Linked DNA regions of Mus musculus: regions 2, 3 and 4 are each linked to region 1. A link is a contact called in public HiChIP or PLAC-seq and promoter capture Hi-C data. All regions are on one chromosome and are shown on one strand. Each heading gives the region's core, a stretch centred on a gene start, on an enhancer-like site or on the middle of the called end of the contact. The rest is flanking DNA. Distances are from core to core; before and after follow the strand shown.

Region 1 (5,247 bases), core at 1,443-3,942:
TCATGAATGAGTGGTCCCCATTATAAAAGGGCCTGAGGCTGGGAGTTCAACTGATGCTTTTGCATGTGACCTTGTGCCTTTTGCCACCAAATAGCATTCCAGGAGACCGTCACCATGAGTGGACCCCCTCAACTTTGGAGCTCTCAGTGTCTGGAAATGTAAAAGACAACTCTCCATCCTTTTCAAATGTTCCTGGTCTCCAATCAGAGCGAGAAAGATGCAGCCACATCCACGGGACTAGTCAAGACAGAAGTCAGTAGCAAGCATTAGTGAGGGCAGGAAGACATGGAGCTGGCTCTTCAGCTGCCAGGAGAAATAGGAAATGGTGCGGCTGCCTTGAAAAGCAATCTGGGAGATTTTCAGTAAGTGAATCATACAAGGTATCCCCAGTGTGCAGATCTATTCTAAGGATGTAGCCGAGAGAATTGAAAACATACATCCAAGCTTGAAATGATGTGTGTCCCTGTAACCCGGGCACTTGGTGGGCCAAGGCAGGAGGGACTTGGATTTGAGGCCATTCTGAGCTTTAAAGTGAATTCAAGGACACCCTGAGTTACAGAGTGAAACCTTTGCCTCAAGGAGCTAACAAACAAGACCAAAGAGCAAAACAAACTCATAGGAAAAAGAAAAAAAAATACGCTATGTAAACTCATAAAAAGATGCGTACTAGCATTTTACAGTAACTTTATTCACAACAACTCCAAATTGGAAACAACCCAAAGTCCATTAAATAGTAAATGTACAGAGTGTACAGTAGATTATCATTTATTCATAAAAATGATATATTAATATATATTGGGATATATTCACATTATGAGAAAGAAGATAGATACAAAGTCCACATATTATAAGAAGATTCCATTTTTATACATATACTGTGTCTTAGGGTTTTACTGCTGTGAGCAGACACCATGACCAAGGCAACTCTTATAAAGGACAACATTTAATTGGGGCTAGCTTACAGGTTCAGAGGTTCAGTCCAGTATCATCAAGGCAGAAACATGGCAGCCTCTAGGCAGGCATGGTGCAGGAGAAGCTGAGAGTTCTACATCTTCATCTGAAAGCTGCTAGCAGAATACTGGCTTCCAGGCAGCTAGGATGAGGGTCTTATAGCCACACCCACAATGACACACCTACTCCAACAGGGCCACACCTTCTAATCATGCCACTCCTTGGGCCAAGCATATACACACCATCACATACTGCTTAGGCAAAAACATAGAAACAGAAAGTAGATTAGTGTTTGCCAATGTGTGGAAGTAGAGGAATATGCTAATTGGTATGAGATTTCTCTGGGGCAGTGATGAAATGTTTTAGATCTAGATAGAAGTAATAGTCACACACGTTTGTAATATACACTTAAAAATCATTATACACTTCTCCCCCACCCCACCCCCGCCACAGTCTCACATAGCCCAGATATGCCTTAGACTCATTATGTAGCCCAGGCTGGCCTTAACTCCTGATTTTTTTTTTTTTTGTCTTCATTTCTCAAGTGTTGACTTTACAAAAGGCATATACCATCACATAAGAGTACACTGTGGGGCTGGAGAGATGTCTCGGGGGTTAAGAGTACTGGCTGTTCTTCCAGAGGACAGAGGATCCAGGACCAGCGTTCAATTCCCAGCACCTGAATGAAGGCCAACAATCCACGGTAACTGTGGATTCTTTGAAACTCCAGTTCCAGGGGGATCTGCTGCCCTTTGGTCTCCTCCACTACCACATGCATGTGGAGTGCAAACACACATGTGGGCAAAACACCCATACATATAATTTTCTTCTTAAAAAAGAATATGCTATGTTCTATATAAACAATATAAAAAAAAAACAAATGAATAACCTATACCAACATTGCTTTTAAGCAACATGAGATCAGGGTTTGCTATTAGTTAAATGCAGATGCTGTCAAATTAATTCTGATGATGTCTAATGATACTACAAGAGGATAAAATGCACTGCAGTAGGCCTCCCCAAATCTATATGTTGAATAGTACACGCCTGTGTTTGTCGATCTGGTATACATTTGAGAAGGGATTCTATTACAGTAATTGTGTCTAAAGAGTTGATGGAAATACGTGCATACTCAAAATGTGTAATATATCCAAACCCTACTTGTACAAATAAAACGAAAACTTAATAGTATGCAAACATGTCTCCCAGTCTGTGTTAAGAGTTTGTTAATTATGGTCTTTCTGTTTGAAATCTGTTTTTTTTTTTCCTGAAAAATGGGAGGTTTGGGGCTGGGTCAGGCGAGCCGCCTCCAGTAATCGGCTTGGTTTTTGTATTTGTTGGGTTGAGGTGATTGAGACATTTAGATGAACTGAGACAACTTTGAGTATATAAGGAAAGAGATTTGGAGAAAGGATCAAACAAAACCAAGAGCTAAATGTGAAAAAGGACTGTGTGTGAGGACAGAAGGCTGGTTTTACTTTGCACAGCGGTCTGAGATATTCGGCTGGCGCAGCCCCGAAAGGGCCTCAGTCGGTTGAAGGCGAAAAGGAATACAGTAACTTGCAATATCAAGTAAGCAGTAGCTTTGTTTTCTCTCCTTGCTGTCTGTCCTGGCACCTCATCAGCCGCTCACCGTCCAGGCTCTACAGCATATTTAAATAAAGCCCGCCCAGCTTGATGCCGGGACTTCTGCGCTGGCTTCGGAGATCGCCGTTTGGCCCGACTCAGCCACCGTGACCCGCTTTTGCGCATGTGCAGAGTGAACCGCGGAGAAGGTGAAGATGGCTGCCGCCCGGGCTGCGGCCCTGGGAGTCCGATGGCTGCAGAGGACAACCCGGGGCGTGGTGCCACTGGAGGCACGGAGAGGTCTGCACGGTGTGGGAAGCGGGTGCCTGAAGTTTACTGCTTCGGGATGGAGGCATCCTTGGGACGGTGGCGGAGGTGTCCTGGCTGGGGGTAAGGGGTGGGAGGTCGCGGTGGATTCGTGTGCCCAAAGAAGGGATACAGGGTTGCTGTAGTCCGGCAAGGTGCGAAACGACAGCCTCTGCAGTCACTGCGGCTTAGTCCTTTCTGGGTGGGCGCCTAAAGCACCGTGTCCATCTGACCTGCATCCCTCTGCGTCCAGCCTTCCATATGACCAAGGACATGTTGCCGGGGTCATATCCTAGGACCCCAGAGGAACGCGCCGCGGCCGCCAAGAAGTATAACATGCGAGTGGAAGACTACGAGCCATACCCCGATGATGGCATGGGGTGAGTGAGGTAGAGGACTCGGGTCAGGAGCGGTGAAGGCGGTTGGATTGGGTGGTGCGACCCAGGCGTTTTCTCCCGGATCCTTGTAGTGACCCCTCAGAGTCATTAGTGCGGGTGCTTTTCTAGGTTGGGGGAGGTGGGAGTGGGTGGCTGAGCCGCTGCAGCCGAGAAGACTTCCATTTTTTTTGCTTGGCTCAGGCTGTTTGCTCAAATGAGGAAGCCGAGGTTATCATAGCTCCCTCGAGGACTCCAGAATAGTGAGATTCTTCCATGGCTCCATCCAGAGCACTGCGTTTCATTTAGATTGAGCATCTGCTGGGCTCAGGTGCTGACCAGGCGGGAGCTGGACCCCTGTCCTGAGAACCTTGCTGAGGTTGGGGTACTCTATATTTGTGTATGTCTGGCTTTTTTGGGGGAGGGGGTTGTTTGTTTGTTTTTTGCCATTAGGCATATGAAAATGTCACTGATGGTTAAGCAGATTACACTCCATGTCAGCCTTCATTCTTCAGTTGGTGTTAGTCCCTTCTGGCCCTCTATCTATCCCCTGTAACAAAGTTAATTATGAATAGTGGTTAAACATCATCGTCACTTCCTGTGTTAGCATTTTTCTTTTCTTTTTATTTTCCAATCATTTTTTTGACACGTGTCCAGTTTCCATTGTCTGTTTTTTACTTTGTTGTGGACTAGAACAGCCTGGGCAGTAGTCTGTATAAGGTGACCTTGGATTTTTAGGGGGGAAAACCAAGTTAAGGGAGACCTCCAAGGAGGTGTTTGAAGCATGAGGGTATACATCAACTTGTGGTTAAGAAACATAGTAGCTATGGAGAAGAAAAGCCTTTTCTAATGTGTACCTATTTTGTTTTATCCAACCAATATGGGTGTAGTTGATTGCTAAATTCCCTTTAGTTCTGAGTTGTGTGACTTTTCTTTGTAAGAGAAGATAAGGCCATATTGTTTCAGGATTTGACATAACCTCTAACTATATTTTGGACCTCTTTGGTTCTGTGCTTAGTGCTAAGACATCTTGATTTGGGGGCAAGTTCTTCTATTCTAAGTGATGTAGTTATATATATGTCGATTTGTTTCTGATCTTTGGGGCGAGGGCTTTGAATTGTCAGGGACTACCACAGCCCTTTCCAGAGGTTCTCGCTGTCTCTCTCAGGTATGGCGACTACCCGATGCTCCCCAACCGATCACAGCATGAGAGGGATCCGTGGTATCAGTGGGACCACTCAGAACTCAGGATGAACTGGGGTGAACCGGTGAGAAAAGGATTACCCTTCCCTTCCTCTCATTTCCTTGTGTTTTCTCGGGGTGTTTTCCTCAGTGCACATGGTGCTTTTTTGGCTAAGCTTTTCTGCTCAAGGGAGCAAGGTCCAGTGATCTGAGACCTGAAGTTCTGCATATGGTACACAGGATGGAACTTACCGGCATACCCAAAGCCCTGTGTACTGTGACCATTGTGCGGGTCATGCTTGACCTACTACCTTTGCTGGAGCCAGCATTCCTCTTTAAGGCTGGCCCTTGTGTGTCTTGGACCTGGCTCAGAATATTGCCCTAAGAAGGGTATTGCTTCTTTGAAGCCTTGTATCAGGCTCTGTCCATTCCAGATTGCCTGTGGTCTTAGTTAGGATTTCTGTTGCTATGATGAAACACCATGATCAAAAAGCAAGTTGGGAAGGAAATGATTTATTTGGCTTACACTCCCATATCACGGTTCATCTTTTAAGGGAGTCAGGACAGGAACTCAAACAGGTCAGAAGCTGGAGAAAAGAGCTGATGCAGACGCCATGGAAGGATGCTGCTTACTCGCTTGTACCCTGTAGCTTGCCCAGCCTGCTTTCTTGTAGAACCCAGGACCACCAGCCCAGGGATGGCACTGCCCACAGTGGGCTGGGCCCTCCCCCCTCAATCACTAAGAAAATGCCTTACAGCTTGATCTTATAGAGTCATTTTTCTCAACTGAGGTTTCCTTCTTTCAGATAACTCTAGGTTATGTCAAGTTGACAAAGGACTAGCCAGAACACCTGTCTTTTGCAAGGAC
Region 2 (5,247 bases), core at 884-3,383, 1.8 Mb before region 1:
TTCTGGCTACAAACCTTGGCACCTCTCATTTCACCATGCACCCACTTCCACAATCTTTTTGCTTTGAGACAGGGTCTCTCTGTGCAGTCCTAGCTGTCCTGGAACTCACTCTGTAGACCAGGCTGGCCTCAAACTCAGAAATCCGCCTGCCTCTGCCTCCCAAGTGCTGGGATCAAAGGCGTGCGCCACCACTGCCCGGCTCCACTTCCACAATCTTATGAAATCTTGCTCCCTCAAAGCCCTCGCCAGGGTCCTCATACCCCCCAGGTTCGCCCAATCAGGTATTGTCTACCTTTTCCAGTCCCCCTGCATCCTGGGAATGAGTGCTTTCTCTATTTCCCTCCAGCTCAAGAGCCCAAGAACAAGGCTAGGCCACTCCTCCTGCAGATCCCTCCCCCAAGCCTCTGCTCAACACCTGCTGAGTCCATTGTCCCCCAAGGCCAATGTGGGTGTCCTCTGCCTTACAAAGGGCAGTCACAGGAAAACAAACACCCACAGCCCACTCTAGGTGCTCTGATTGGCTGTGGGGTTTGGAGAAGCAGTAGCAACCTCGAACCCTATAGCAAACCTGTGCATTGAGGCTGCAGATGTACGAGGGCAGTGTTGGTAAAAGCCAGCAGTAAGTTACAACCCTTTCACCCAGGACACAGTACCAAGCTAAGAAAACAAGGGCAGAATGTGACCCAGGTAGTAGTAAAAGGGGCCAGACTAAAAAGGGAGTTTGTAAGCCTCCACCAAGCTTCTATCAAGATGGAAGACACCCGCTGAGGGTAGGAGACACAAAAGCATTTCTCTCTTGAGGAGCCCTTCGGAGATACTTCAAGATCCTTCTCCTAGCAGTCCACTCTCCAAGGTTTCTGGGAGATTAACAACAGGAAAGATTGGCCAACCGCAGCAACCTCTGGTGACAGAGTACAATTGAGGGAGGAAACCAAGGAGTAACCGGCTGGGCCCGGAAGGAAGACTATCAGGAGGAGGAGGGTAGGCGGTTCCCACTCCCTTCAGGAGGGAGCCTGTAGAGACCACAGAGGGGAAAAACTACTAAGTAATACTGTATGTATCAGCAGTGCTTGGGTCAAGGATGAACGCTATCCTCACGTAGCCACAAAACTTGTTCCCACGTCTGTGGAAAAAGCAAATCTGTTTGCTGCCTGTCCTGCCAGTATCGAATGAGCAGGTGGAATTTCAAGTCATAATAACAAAGCAAATACTAGGCGTGTCATTTTCTCAGCAAGCTGCTGACTGGATTGTTAGCTGTTTCACTCCCTGGTCAGTCTCCGCAGAATGAAGGAGCCCGCAGGAGAGTTGTTGAAGGAGCCCGACTCTCTCCCGCGAGTTAACAGGTTCACCCTCCTCGGATGGAAAATGGAGTTTTCACCCATTGCCAGAGGGACTTTCTCGGTCCTTCACAGGATTTTATGGTGGCACGAAAGTGTCAGAGCCGACTCACCTCAGAATCGCTGGCCACTTCTAAGTCTCTGAGGAATTAACTGGGAATCAACCCAGGAGCTTTCTACTCAGAAACACGTGTAGTGGTTTTCATTTCGTTTGCACATTACCTGAAGAGCTAGCTATTCTAGAACACCTAGGCTCGGACCTCGCTCAGACCTCTAAAATTGGGATCTCTGGAGGTGATGCCCAGCATCTTTTAAACTATCCAGTGGTTCTACTCTGCTACCAGGTTTAAGGGCCACTAGGTCAATGAGTGAATCCCGGCCTGAACCATTGCATCCATGAACTCAGATTCCTCAAGGAGCAACCTGGACGGTGCATCCCCTTTTCTTACCCCAACAGAGACCTTCAGCGGGGATTCTACACTTGCCCCTTGGTCCCAATTCCTCCTGACCCCAGAATTTTCCAATCCATAATCTGGCACCTTAAGGAACCGCGCAAAGTGTCCCAATGACTCAAACAGCGCAACGCATTCCCGCCCCACCCTCGGGCTGGTCCTTTGTATCAGATCAGCCCCGGGGTCCGGCCCGCTCCTCCGGGACCGGAGAGGTCCTGGGCCGTGGGCCAGCAGCTCACCGCAATCCTGGCAGACGATGCCTAATTCCGCGGCAGCGGGGGAGCCAGGTGCCAGCCAGTGCGCCTGCGCGCTAGCAGCCTTGGGCTTCCCCAGTCTCTCCCTCCGCCCCTTCCCAGCTATTGGCTCCGCACGGCTCTCCCGATAGCAGCTCGGGCAGGTGACCGCGCCTGAGGCTGTCGCTGCCATGTTTGTAATGGGCTATTTCCCTTAGGGACCCAAAAGAAAACGGGCATCAGGCAACAGGGGCAGGTTGCCTGGATTCCTGAAGTACTTATCTCCTCTCTCTTACCTCCACGAAAACTGTCATTTCAGCTCAAAGCAAGTTCCTCTTGGGGACTCTCCCTTCTCTTCCCCGATCCTAATTTCAGAAGATGAGAATTTAGCAGAGACTACCTACGGCTGGATTGTGAGCCTGCGAGTGCAAAGTCCAGCTTGAGCTGTGGGCATGAGGAATCAAAGGAATGGAGAGCCAGGGCAGGAGATGGTAGACACAGGCACTTGGCCATTAACCCACAACCCATGCTGCCCGACTTCTTTGTAGTGGTAGTAATAAGAATTAGAAGACGAAGCCGGGCGTGGTGGCGCATGCCTTTAATCCTAGCACTTGGGAGGCAGAGGCAGGCGGATTTCTGAGTTGGAGGCCATCTTGTCTACAGAGTGAGTTCCAGGACAGCCAGGGCTACACAAAGAAACCCTGTCTCGAAAAACCTAAAAAAAAAAAAAAAAAAAAAAAAAAAAACAAGAATTAGAAGAGGAAGTAATGCCTGATTGTGCCTTTCTGAAATTCCTGTTGTTGTTGTTGTTGTTGTTGTTGTTGTTGTTGTTGTTGTGGTGGTGGTGGTGGTGTTGTTTTACGAGACAGGGTTTCTCCATGTGGCTCTAGCTCTTCTGGAACTCACTATGTAGACCAGGCTGGCCTCGAACTCCCAAAGATCTGATAATTTCCACCTTCTGAGTGCCGAGGTTAAAGGCATAGTCTGTAATTCTTGCTACATAGAAGGCTAGCCTGTGCTGAATACAGAGTGAATTAAGGGCAATCCGGGCACTTTAAACCCTATCTCAAACTAAAAACAAAAACAGGGCTGGCGATACACACACATAAAAGAACTGCTCAGCCACCTACTATTATGTACTTTGCAGGATAGGTGCACCGTTCCAAATGCCTCTTCCTCAAATTATACATGGGAAGTAGATGCTATTATTTCCACTTACAGATGAAAATAACCACTGGGTGCTGGTGGCGGCTGCACATACCTTTAGTCTTGGCACTGGGAAGGCAGAGACAGGTGAATTTCTGCTTTCAAGGCCAGCCTGATCTACAAAGCAAGTCCCAGGAAAGGTAGGGCATACAGAGAAATCCCATCTCAAAAACCAACCAACCAAACAACCAACCAAGCAAAAACCCTGAAGTTCAGAGAAACAGTCAATGAATTGTTTCTGTTTTTCGAGACAGTGTTTCTCTCTTTAACAGCACTAGCTGCCCTAGAACTCATTTTCTAGTCCAGATTGGTCTTGAACTCACAGAGATCTTCATGCCTCTGCCTCCTAAGGGCTGGGATTAAAGATGTGCACCACCGTGCCCAGCCTTCAACAAATTTCATACAACCAGATGCCCAACCAGGTTAGACCAGACTTCTCTGGAGTCTCAGAGGAGTCCTTCCTCTTCCACACTTACTAGACCTTTAAAATCAAGTCTGTATGGCTCAGTCCAGTTTCTAAGCAATCAAATAGGACCCGCTGCTATCTGTTTGGTTTCCCTACTGTGTTGGTTTGTATATGCTCGGCCCAGGGAGTGGCACTATTAGAAGGTGTGGCCCTGTTGGAGCAGGTGTGTCACTATGGATGTGGGCTGTAAGACCCTCTTCCTAGCTGCCTGGAAGTCAATATTCTGCTAGCAGCCTTCAGATGAAGGTGAAGAACTCTCAGCTCCTCCTGCACCATGCCTGCCTGGTGATAATGGAATGAACTTCTGAACCTGTAACCCAGCCCCAATTAAATGATGTCCTTTTAAGAGTTGCCTTGGTCATGGTATCTGTTCACAGCAGTAAAACCCTAAAACACCTACCCTGAGATATAAGGCAAGGAGTGCCTCTTTTGACTTTTCTGCCAAGGGACCTTCTTTTTGTTGAAACTGCTCCATTGCTTATGGGGATTTTGTAGGCATACAGGGAGAACTAGAGCTGAACATGACGAAGCCCATCTGTAGTCCAGGCACTTGGGAGCTGAAGGCAGTGTAAAAGAAAGAAAGAAAGAAAGAAAGAAAGAAAGAAAGAAAGAAAGAAGAGAGAGAGAGAGAGAGAGAGAGAGAGAGAGAGAGAGAGAGAGAGAGAGAGAAAGAAAGAAAGAAAGAAAGAAAGAAAGAAAGAAAGAAAAGAAAGCAGGGGACTAGAAATGTAGGTAGGTTTGGAAGGGTTCTCACTGAGCATACCTGAGCCTCAGGGTCAATCCCTATGTTGGGTAAAGTGCCTATGGTTGTGGCTGTCCCTGTAGTCACAGCGCTTGGTGGACCGAAGCATCAGGATCAGCTCAAGGCCATCATTGGCTACAGAGTTTCAGGAGCTCGGGAGACTGTTTCCAAGCCGCTGGGGAACGTGCTAGAGGTTAGGCACTACTGACCCTTATGCCTTTTTGTTGCTGGCAACTTTTTGTGCAGCAGAAACATTGTCCCCTTTTTACTTTGCAACAACATAGCAATGGGTTCATCACAGCAAACCGTTGGTCCCATAGGACCCTGTTCAACCCAGTCCTAGAGAGCCTTCGGGGATCCCACAGCACTGTCCCAGACACCCACATTATCCTAGCTTTTCCCCTTCCTCTCCTCCTTCAAGCCCTCCTCTACCCTTCTATGGCCCCTGTTCTGGAATAACCCCATCCAAGTATATAAAAACATGTTTCAGCCAGGTGTGGTGGCACACGTCTTTAATCCCAGCACTCGGGAGGCAGAGGCAGGCGGATTTCTGAGTTCCAGGCCAGCCTGGTCTACAAGTGAGTTCCAGGACAGCCAGGGCTACACAGAGAAACCCTGACTGGGGGGAGGGGGGTATGTTTCAGGGTGCTTTGAGATGAAAGAAAAACAAACGAACAGATACAAGATTGCAGAGTGAAATTTATTCCAGGACTTACATACATGAAGAACAGCACCAATACTGCTGTATCCATCCAGTGAGTGTGTGTATACTAGTTAGGACAAGAGTCGCTTTCCTGCTCTTTCTTTCTTC
Region 3 (5,247 bases), core at 1,925-4,424, 1.6 Mb before region 1:
AATATAAATATAAATAACTCCATTTTAAGGACCTCAGTCCTATCTCCTTCCTAGGGCTTGGTTTTCCTTCACATTAAAGACAGAAACATCAAAGTACCAAACCACACACCCCCTATCCCCAAGGGTGACATTTCTTGGTTGTCATAGCTTCCTGCAACTTTGAGGGTACATATCCCATGGGGGAAACCATACAGGGAGGTACCCTAATCATTCTCCCATACCCTTAGTGCCACGGAGGAACGGCTGAGGCTCCATCTTTCTTTCCTACTCTCATTGGCTCTTGGATGCAACTTTGCCCTTGGGCCTGAGGTAGGCTCGGTGGAAGAAGTGAGCGAATAGGATGAAATAGGTCCCATATAGCATAAAAGACCAGAAGAAGTGTTCCGTTGTTGTGTGGCATCCTTTCTCCTGCCTCCAGATGTAATTCAGTATGCCAAAGATGGTGCCCAGAACCATCTGCAGAATCTGCAGGCTGGTGATGACCATGGGGAGAAGATTAGGATGCTTCAGTTTGGCAGCCTTCATAGTGTAGTAAGTGTACATGACAGAATGGACGCCAAAGTTCATGGTCATGAACCAGCCACCCGAAGGCACTTTGTTCTTGTATCCAAAGCTTGTGAACAGTAGCACTGTGCTGTGGTGGTACCAGTGGACAAAGATGAGTGGACGCTTACGCAGGATGATGAAGGCCGTGTCTCCTGAGAGGTGAGGGATCATAGTCGTCAGGCCACCCAGTGCTGGTACCACTCCCTCCCCGGGGTGTGTGAACACATCTGGAAATCTCACGGTGTGGGTGTGGGGTGGGGATATCTCACTAAGACCCAGGAGTAGGGCCGGGACTCTCCATGTGATGGGTAAGGGAAGAGCGCTGGGGAAGGATTCAAGTCACTGGGCACCGGAGACAAAGCCCCTGCACTCACCCAGTTCAACAACCTTGCTGAGAAGAAAGAGAAAGGACCAGAATCTGACTACGGCGTCATCCGTGTAGATGGCAAAGCACACGGTTTGCTTGAGGCCCACTGTAAACATCACTGTTGCCATAAACTTCCACATCCTCAGAGTACCCAGGATACTGGAGTGAGACCATGCACAAAGGTATGAAGGGATTAGGGGATGGCCAGGCGTGAACCTGACCCAACCACATCCACGTCGGAACCAACTCTCTATCACCTCCTCACCCTTCCGAGGGGAGTGTGGCTACAGCTTTTGAGCTCCCGGGGCCAATCTGGTAGATCTAACAAGTATTCTCCATGAGATATGGGTTAAGAAAAAGCCAGTGGATACAGGGGGAGAGGTGAAAGTCAAAGTTAAGCACAGGGTTCTTGAAGTGGGTTGCCAGTCAGAAGGAAAAAGTGGCAAGAGACAGAAGGACGTGGTAAAGGAGGGGCTGGGGAACTTGATGCTCTTCGATTGCTTTGGAAGAGCAATTTGGGAACTGAGATATTTAAGGCTAGACAATTTTGTCGGCCGTATAGATTTCCCGAGCACAAGAGGAATGGGGTAGAGCCTAACATCTGTATTCCCAGAACTCAGGGGACTGAGGCAGGACGGTTGTGGTATTTGAGGCTAGCCTAGGTTACACAGTGGGCTATTAGAGCAGTCTGGGGTGCAGATTAAGAGACTATCTTTTAAAGTAAACATTTTAAAGAGGGGTGGAACAGAACAGAGACCATAGCCTTGGGCTCAAGGAAGAGAGAAAACCCAGGTACTATGGAAAAGAAGTCGACGTGGCTGAGGATTTGAGAAACCCTCAGGGTAAAATGGAGATGTAAGGACTAAAGAACAGGCAGAGAGCATGGGGTGGAGGACTAACTTACCTGAATATTGCCAGGAAGAAGGACCAGAGGATGAGAGGCCTCTGCAAGCTGAAGCTCTTCCGCGTTCTCATGTAGGTCTGGCCAACAACGATGAGCAACAGATAGACGACCACTATGAGAAATGAGCTTACCCTGGAGGGCAGAAAACAGATGGATTCACAGTGGGCGTTGCTTAAAAGAATGCCCGCTCATCTCCCAAAGGGGCTCCTTTATACTAGAGCTTCAGCAGTATGATGCTTTGGTTTCCTTATCTTTATGGGGTAGTGGGGTGCCTTGGCAGTATTCACAGATCTAAAGTACCTAGCACAGGGCACATTTGAGATTTCTGTAATTATGACTTTGTCAATGAGGTCTCAATGAAGGTGACAGTTGTCTGCCCCCAGCCAAGAACTACTCTGTCCAAACCTGTGGTGTAAGATAGTGTAGCAACATCTGACTGACTTATGGCAAGACGAGATTGAACAACAAAGTCACCCCACCAAACACGTCTGGGACGATTTAGGGCTAAGACAGAAAGCCTCAGGAAAGCTTTGACAGGGTTCCCATTTTTGTGTTATCTTGACATCAGAGAAGATGACACACTAAGGGAACATGATAATTGTGTGTGGGACACGCTAATCCTAGGTGCCCACACAGGAAGGCTCGCTTGGGCTCTCGGGCTCTCTCTCTCTCTCTCTCTCTCTCTCTCTCTCTCTCTCTCTCTCTCTCTCTCTGTGTGTGTGTGTGTGTGTGTGTGTGTGTGTCTGTGTATGTGTCTGTGTGTCTGTGTCTGTGTGTGCCTCTCTGTCTCTCTCTGAGAGTCAACTAAAAAAACCGCTTCATTCCGGTCAATCTCTCCTCAGCTATAGTTCCCATTTTTTCCCTTTGTTTTTGTCTCCTCCCACATCCCTCTCTCCAACTTCTCATTTCTGAGCCCTTTCTTCTAGAGCTAATCTCTTAAAGGGGTATCTTAAAAGAGGGGGCGGGGCAGGGGAATCGGAGCTAGTACCGGGGCGGGCGCGTCGTCGGAGACTTTACAGGCATTCATTCCCTGTCTCCATTTCCCTCAAAGCAGTTGGTCCTTCCCCATCACCAGGTCTCACCAGTACTCCTCCAAAAAGGGCCTTAAGTCCTGAAACGTCTCGAAGTCATAGGGTTGCATCAGGTCCATTTTTAACCCGCGTGAGAAATTCATGGATGTGTCCATTTCGATTTTGCAGACGACGAGTTACAGAGCTTGGGGTAGGGAGCTGGGCGAGAGCCAAAGAAGTAGAAGATGGAGTGGGTCTCAGGGACGAAGAAACCCAGGACAGAAAGAAATTGTGTATAAGCAGAAGGGCCCCGGAGCCTGGCACGTGCGCTGCTAACCAGCCCGCTCGCGCTGCAGTGACCGTGCCTGCCGTATATATATCCCCAATTACTAAACTGGGAACCCAGGCGGTGCAAGGCCAGCTCCCGCCCTCAGCAGTTATCCAATCTTAGCCAAGGGACATCTCTGTCCCGCCCCTGGACCTCCTCCTCTCTGACTGATCAGTCTCAGGGGCACCTCCCCTAAGAACCAAGTTTGCCCCAAATCCGTTCCCCCCACCCGCCTCCTTCCTTCCTTTCTTTCTCTTTCTTTCTTTCTTTCTTTCTTTCTTTCTTTCTTTCTTTCTTTCTTTCTTTCTTTCTAAATTCCACCAGCTGCTCTAGGTTGACTCATAAGCACACCCCCTCCCCCCTCCCCCCCCCCCGCGCCCCAATCCTTGATTTCACCGAGTACCCAGGCAGACCAGTCTACCTCTGACACAGTCACCTGTAGCCTCTGCCTCCTTTTGCGTTAATCTTCACCTACTTGGCCCTGACGAGCAAGCGGAGGGACTCTTGGCTTCTGGTGCACACTTCCAGATATGGGGTCGACAGTTTCCTTGGGAAACCCAGGCTGGAATAAGGAAGACCAAGCTGGACCATAAGGAAGACGGCTCTGACCACTTCTGTCTTTGGATCTGTGCTTGTAGGAGGAGGGGAATGGATGTAATGAATTTTACTGTTGGGTTGTTGTTGTTAATATTTGAGGAGGCGGCAATTCAGGCTGTTACAGTTTCTTTATAGTTTCCGGAACTGTCTCGTCTGACGCCCAGTAAAAATGTTGGAGAGAAAAATGGGGTCACCCTCTGGGCTCCTTGTCCTCAGGTGCAGGAGAAGCCTGGAAGGGTTTAAAGTAGGTGGTGACCCAGTGAACTTCCTTAGGCTTACAGTTCCCCTTCCCAGTCTGAACGTATCCAATTGAATCTGCTCCTTCACCAAGGCATCTAGTCCCAGTGAACAAAAAATACTTAGAAACTGGGAAGCCTTTACCTGGCTGTCCCTTGTTTCTTTCTTGGCTTTAAGAAAGTGAAGGAAAACCAGAAGGCTTGAAAACAGTTGAGAGGAGATGGGGATCTATAGAACAAGTGCAAAGAAAACTAAGAACTATTTGAGGTGGTGAAGAGCTGACTCAGTGACTATGAGCACTCGTGTAAGCATTAGGACCCGAGTGCAGAACCTAACACCCCATAACCAGCCTGCACCCTGTCCTGCCCACTGTATGTGGGAACAGAGACAAGACTGTTGGGGCTTCCAGGCTGCCAGCCTAGGGGAAAATCACAAACCCTGGGTTCACTGAAAGACTGAGTGTCTCAAAGAAATAATTCCTACAGACACACCACACACATACACACACACATACATGGAGACACAAATACAGGCACACACACCACATACACACACAGACACACTACCACATACACACACATGTACACACAGAATCACATACAGACACACATGCCACACACACATGCACACACATACACACATATGCACACACATACAGACACACACATATATATACACATATACACACACACCACACACATAAGCATACCACATGCATGCACATATACACACATGTACAGACACACAAAGACATACACACTACATAGTACGCACATATACACACCACACACATATATACACACTGAGACACACACACTGAGACACACCTCATACTCACACACACATACACACACCACATACACACACACAAATATATACACAACACACACACACAAATTAGAAAAACAGCAGTTTTGATATTCTTTTTTTTTAAGATTTATTTATTGATTATATGTAAGTACACTGTAGCTGTCTTCAGACACTCCAGAAAAGGGAATCAGATCTCATTACGGATGGTTGTGAGCCACCATGTGGTTGCTGGGATTTGAACTCTGGACCTTCGGAAGAGCAGTCAGTGCTCTTAACTGCTGAGCCATCGCTCCAGCCCCCCTCTGAAAGCATTCTTAACCACTAAACCATGACACCAGCCCCCAAAACAGTTTTTAAAAATTAAATATTTAGGGCTGGATTAAGAGCACTGGCTGCTCTTCCAAAGGACCTGAGTTCCGTTCCCAGTACCCACATGGCAGCTCATAAT
Region 4 (5,247 bases), core at 1,709-4,208, 1.0 Mb after region 1:
TTTTGTGTTTTGAAGAAAAGAGATGAGGGTGAGGGTGGGGTGGGGTGGGGTGGGAGCCAGAAAGGAGACACTAGGATTCTCCTTGAGTAGTTTTAGAAACTTGTCGGTAGACGACGACGAGGTTTATCAGACTCTTTGTCTTCTGACCTCAGCTGCCCTTTCCCTGGGCACTCTGCGGGCTGCCTCTCCATAAGCCTTTTGCTTGGATCATTTCCTCAGCAAGGAGGCAGTGTTGAGTCAATTCTAAGTCAACGCTTTAAAATTAGCAACGACCTGGAAGGCATTTTGTTTATTTCAAGTTCGGTATTTTCCTCAGGGGGTAGCCTGCACGGTTCAAGACAGAAGCGTTCTAAATGCAAAATCCAAGAACTTCACATTCCTGGGGGCAGGAGGCGGGAAGAAGACATTTAAATCCTATATAAATTAGGCATCCTTCCCTACCTTGCCAATCCTCTAAAACTCAGCTGTACGCACAGGACAGGAAGAACGGCTGTACTCAGCACCTTCTTCTTTGTCCACACCTGTCTTAGAGTTTCTAATGCTATGATGAAACACCATGACCAAAAGCAAGTTGGGGAGTGCATTTTGCTTATATTTCCACATCAAAGTCCATCACTGAAGTAACTCAGGACAGAAACCCAAGCAGGGCTAGAACCTAGAGGCAGGAGCTGATGCAGAGGCCATGGAGGGGAACTGTTTGCAGGTTTGCTCCCTATGACTCACTCAGGAATGGTACCACCCACAGTGGGCTCTGCCCTTCCCCCACAATCAATAATAAAGAAAATGTCCCACAGGTGGATCTTATGGAGGCATTTTCTCAACTGAAGTCCCTCCTCTTGTGTCAAGCTGACATAAAACTATGCAGTACCCGATCGCCACAGGTTTGACTGTGGAGCTGTGCACACCGTCAATACACATTTATTGGGAGGCTGGGGTGGCGATTTGGCTGGTAAGAGTGCTGGCTGTACAAGCCTGAGAATCTGAGTTTGGAACCCAGCACACATGTGCGAGCCAATAGTGACCATTATGCTTGTATCTCCTGTGCTCATCGACCTGAGGGTCTAGTAGAATTTGTGAGGTCCAGGTTCAGTGAGAGACCCTGTTTTAAATAATAAGGTGGAAAACAACTGTGGAAGACACCTGACATTCACCTCTGGTCCCTACACCCAGTTGCAGACATGTACATATTTACCCCTGCACATATGTGCTGCTGTGTACGTAACTCTAACTGAACAGGAACACAGGCGAGCACATGCACACACACACAGAGAAATATTTATTTGTTCTTAGCCAAACCAACAGTGTTTAGGTAACCTAGGGTTGCTTTTCTCCCTGGGAATGACGCAGGGAGTGACCATGACATTGTTGCCTAACGTTGTGAAGACGACACTTCTAAATTAAATTCTAGGAAGGCTAGGTTGCAGAACACCCCTCCCCAGTTGCCCTTCGGCTGTGATTTTTGGACGTACTCAAAGTGCACAGCCGATGGACCTTCCGTATTAGCTTGTGACTCTTAGGGGAAAACATTAATGAAATGCTTTGGGCAGTTTCCTTAAAAAAACAAAACAAAACAAAAACAAGGCGATGTTTCTGGAAAGAAAAAGACAGAAAAGCTTAGCAAGTAGTGCTCAAAGTTCGATGGCTTTTGTTTATCCTCTGAACCGAAAACTCGTGAAGATTTATCATGTTACCCAAAGGAAGCCATGATGCTGTTTTCTCGCAAAATACCAAGGAATTGGCGCCTTCCAGCATTGGGTGAATATGTAGTGGAAGAAACGGAGGGAGGTTTGCCAGATCCCAGGCAAAGCATCATGCCATCTAGGAGGGGGTGTGGACCCTGCGCCATAACAAAGCTAGTATTTAGAGAGCACTTACTGTATGCAACTAAACACTTTATGTGTCTTAACTCACCTAATCCCCACAACAACCTGGAGGAAAACACTATTATCTCCATCTTACAGAGCAGGAACAGGCCTGCCCAAGTAGGTCAGAGTCAGCCGGCATCTAAACCTAACTTGCCTGGCTCCAGAGTTAGGTTCCTACTCATCAGGAGGCTTTCTAAACTTGTAACGTCGACAACAAAACGCCCAAGTACAGGAAAGAGAGATGTCTAACCAAACAGCGTGTTAAGAGGTTTTATGGATGGCTGACAGATGTGAAATCTTCAAGGTCAACAGGTGGAGAAAGGATCTGGACAGAAATAGACTCTCAGGGGAAGGAGCAGCCTGACCTGACAGAAAGAAGCAGCAGTTTGGGTGTGTGCCAATCGATGATGACAGCACGCGTGGGAGGAATGCTGCAGAGAGAGGCTTCGCTAGATCCTTCAAGGTCCTTTAGGGCTAGGCTTTCCCGGCCCCGGTTATCTACCGGGGCTGGGGGTTGGTGTTAAAATTCTCAAGCTAGTATGTGCTCATCCCTTACTTTCTGCAGGGTCTCCCCTGCCAGCGATCAAGGAAGACAACACATCCAGGTTTCTTTCTGGGGAAGCACTGAGTGGAGACAGTCAAGGTCACCCACGATTGGGTACAGTGTGTCCAAGCGGACCACTAGAGTCCTGTGCCAGACACTTGGCTGTCAGCCGGGCCTGGCCAACGCAGGAACGTGCGCACCGCCGGAGCCTGGCGGCGACAGTCACCTGCTCAGCGGGTACAGAAAGACCTGTTCTCTGCTTTCCCCACGGGCGGGCCACCGCCCCAGGTCTCCAGGCCCCAGAAGGTCAGGAGGTTGTCCTCTGGGGACTCCCGCCACCCGCACCATCCTCATCACCCCAAGGAATAAAAGCCTCAGCGATTGGAACACGCTACGCCAATCATCCTAGCCTCTGCCCACACCTCCTCCGGTGTACATTGCATTGGTTGCATCATACAAGCCTCCGATAAGATCCTCTTCTCGAATTGGCTAGTAGAGGCTTGCCCCGCCTAACCCTTCTTAGTCGGAAGGTTGTGATTGGTTAAGCGCGTTGCCAAGCTCCGGACGCGGCTCGACCATTGGAAGCCGCGGGCTGCCCCGCCCGCCGGCGAAGGTGAGAGTCTCCTCCAGTCACCGGACCCCGCACCGCACAGAGCTGCTCCCGGCTCGTTCTCGAGGTCTCGGCACATTCTGTCGCGATGGCGCCTCCATCAGTCTTTGCCCAGGTTCCGCAAGCTCCTCCGGTTCTGGTCTTTAAGCTCACTGCGGACTTCCGGGATGATCCAGATCCCCGCAAGGTTAACCTCGGCGTGGGAGGTAAGGATGCAGTGCCTTGGAATGCGAGCAGCCTGGGGGGAGGTGGGCGTAGGAGGAGCTGAGATTTAGTTTGTGTCTCCCTGAGAGGAGCCCGAGGAGAGAAGGTTGGGACCACGAGGACATCACCAACCTACCCATTTTGCAGATGGCGATACAGAGTCCTTGGAAAGAGGGGGTGTTCAAGGTCACGCAGAACAGGTGTAACATCTGGGACACAAATGTTGTTTTTGTTTCTCCACCCAGTGTTCTTTATAGTACTTGTTCTAAAGCAACGATGGGGATGGTAAGGAGAGAGAAGTATGGTAGCTTTAGCGTCTCGTGGTCAACTGGAACTGGGAATGAAAGAGCTGTTAGCCTAATGGAGCTGTAGTCCGGGTTGAGCGAGTAGCAGACGCCACTTAGGAAGCCTGTTAACCCACATGGGGAAGATGTAGGTTTGGTTTATTCTCAGAGTGGAGCAGATGAGGCGAAGCCCATGCATCTCAGGCCACACACATCTGGGTCTTCATTTCTTGATCATTTGCCTTGAACCAAGTTAGCCTTCTGCCAAGGTCGTTTGTGTTGTAGTTTCTAAAGCCCTTTAACTCGAGCCTCCGGCGACTTCGTCATCACTGTTTGGATGTTTGAAGCTCTACAGAGCTTGGTGTGCATTTGGCCACGTGCAGAGGCCAGCCGAGGAGAGAAGAGTGAGCAGACTGATGCTCTCAGCAGGGAACCAACCGGAACTGAAAGCGCTAGAAGGTTAGAAAGAAGAAATGGAGTTGTTTTGAAGCAGAGGGTGACGTTAAGGGGATTCAGAATCTAGGTTCTTAGAGAGGATGTGCAAATATAGCCCTAGTGTCTCTGTCTCTCTGTCTCTGTCTCTCTCTCGCTCGCTGGCTCTCTTTCATCTAGGTTCTTAGAGAGGATGTGCAAATATAGCCCTAGTGTCTCTGTCTCTCTGTCTCTGTCTCTCTCTCTCTCGCTCGCTCGCTCGCTCGCTCTCTTTCATCTAGGTTCTTAGAGAGGATGTGCAAATATAGCCCTAGTGTCTCTGTCTCTCTGTCTCTGTCTCTCTCTCTCTCTCTCGCTCTCTTTCATCTAGGTTCTTAGAGAGGATGTGCAAATATAGCCCTAGTGTCTCTGTCTCTCTGTCTCTCTGTCTCTCTCTCTCTCTCTCTCTCGCTCGCTCGCTCTCTTTCATCTAGGTTCTTAGAGAGGATGTGCAAATATAGCCCTAGTGTCTCTGTCTCTCTGTCTCTCTGTCTCTGTCTCTCTCTCTCTCGCTCGCTCGCTCGCTCGCTCTCTTTCATCTAGGTTCTTAGAGAGGATGTGCAAATATAGCCCTAGTGTCTCTGTCTCTCTGTCTCTGTCTCTCTCTCTCTCTTTCTCTCTCTCTCTCTCGCTCTCTTTCATCTAGGTTCTTAGAGAGGATGTGCAAAATAGCCCTAGTCTGTCTGTCTGTCTGTCTGTCTGTCTCTCTCTCTCTCTCTCACACACACACACAGACACAGACACAGACACACTTCATCAAGGAATAGGAGTGGCTAAGAGAAAATCCTAAAATGCTGTTTTATTGATGGTGTCTGGACATAAATGATACCTAGCATTTTCCCAATTTCTATGTATGTTTGAAAGTTTTCAAAATAAAAAGCATAAAAAGGTCAGCATTCGCTGCTTTGCCAATGGAGAGGAGCTTGATGGTTTTAGCAGCCCTCAGAACAGGAGAAATACTGAAAGATTGTCTTGACTAGAAATCACAGTGGTCACCATATAAAGTCTTTATTTAAATCCAGCCCAGAATCTTCAAGTGCTTATTTACAGCCTAATAAAGATAGAAGAGCTAGCAAGGTCGATTGCTTGACCCATCTCGCAGGGCCTTTGTGGTGACTTGATGCAATCACTGCCTTGCATGGGGTCTGGTGTATAAGTAGGAGTTATATAAGTGTGAGCTATTTCTGTTGTTGTTTGTCGTTTCTTTGAGTGGGTCTCTTGAAAACAGTTGAATAAAAATGTTTAGCCTAAGAGCCAAATGATGACATT

Evidence for each region. Promoter capture Hi-C pulls out the DNA fragments that hold promoters and counts their contacts. HiChIP or PLAC-seq counts read pairs in DNA pulled down with a chosen protein or histone mark.
Region 2: a contact with region 1 is called in a promoter capture Hi-C map of liver, with 3 times the contacts expected there. The contact joins the promoter of Mfsd13a here to the promoter of Ndufb8 in region 1. A contact is called at or near these places in 1 of 39 promoter capture datasets (liver) and 1 of 115 datasets of contacts at active chromatin or transcription factors (pancreatic cancer cells).
Region 3: a contact with region 1 is called in a promoter capture Hi-C map of liver, with 2.9 times the contacts expected there. The contact joins the promoter of Elovl3 here to the promoter of Ndufb8 in region 1. A contact is called at or near these places in 2 of 39 promoter capture datasets (both in liver) and 1 of 115 datasets of contacts at active chromatin or transcription factors (embryonic stem cells).
Region 4: a contact with region 1 is called in an HNF4G HiChIP or PLAC-seq map of pancreatic cancer cells. The contact joins the promoter of Got1 here to the promoter of Ndufb8 in region 1. A contact is called at or near these places in 3 of 39 promoter capture datasets (the 3T3-L1 cell line, hippocampal neurons and pre-B cells), 5 of 484 Hi-C or Micro-C datasets (CD4 T cells, CD8 T cells and natural killer cells) and 2 of 115 datasets of contacts at active chromatin or transcription factors (pancreatic cancer cells and thymic regulatory T cells).

Annotation. Positions count from the first base shown.
Region 1 is chr19:44,552,887-44,558,133 of GRCm38.p6, reverse strand. Ndufb8 (NADH:ubiquinone oxidoreductase subunit B8) reads left to right here and starts at 2,692. Exons shown (of 5, transcript NM_026061.3): 1 at 2,692-2,817; 2 at 3,077-3,203; 3 at 4,366-4,465. The coding sequence starts at 2,733.
Region 2 is chr19:46,353,766-46,359,012 of GRCm38.p6, reverse strand. Mfsd13a (major facilitator superfamily domain containing 13a) reads right to left here and starts at 2,133. Exons shown (of 9, transcript NM_029186.2): 1 at 2,029-2,133.
Region 3 is chr19:46,129,826-46,135,072 of GRCm38.p6, reverse strand. Elovl3 (elongation of very long chain fatty acids (FEN1/Elo2, SUR4/Elo3, yeast)-like 3) reads right to left here and starts at 3,174. Exons shown (of 4, transcript NM_007703.2): 1 at 2,900-3,174; 2 at 1,818-1,949; 3 at 921-1,072; 4 at 1-698. The coding sequence starts at 3,003. The coding sequence ends at 271.
Region 4 is chr19:43,522,316-43,527,562 of GRCm38.p6, reverse strand. Got1 (glutamic-oxaloacetic transaminase 1, soluble) reads left to right here and starts at 2,958. Exons shown (of 9, transcript NM_010324.2): 1 at 2,958-3,225. The coding sequence starts at 3,108.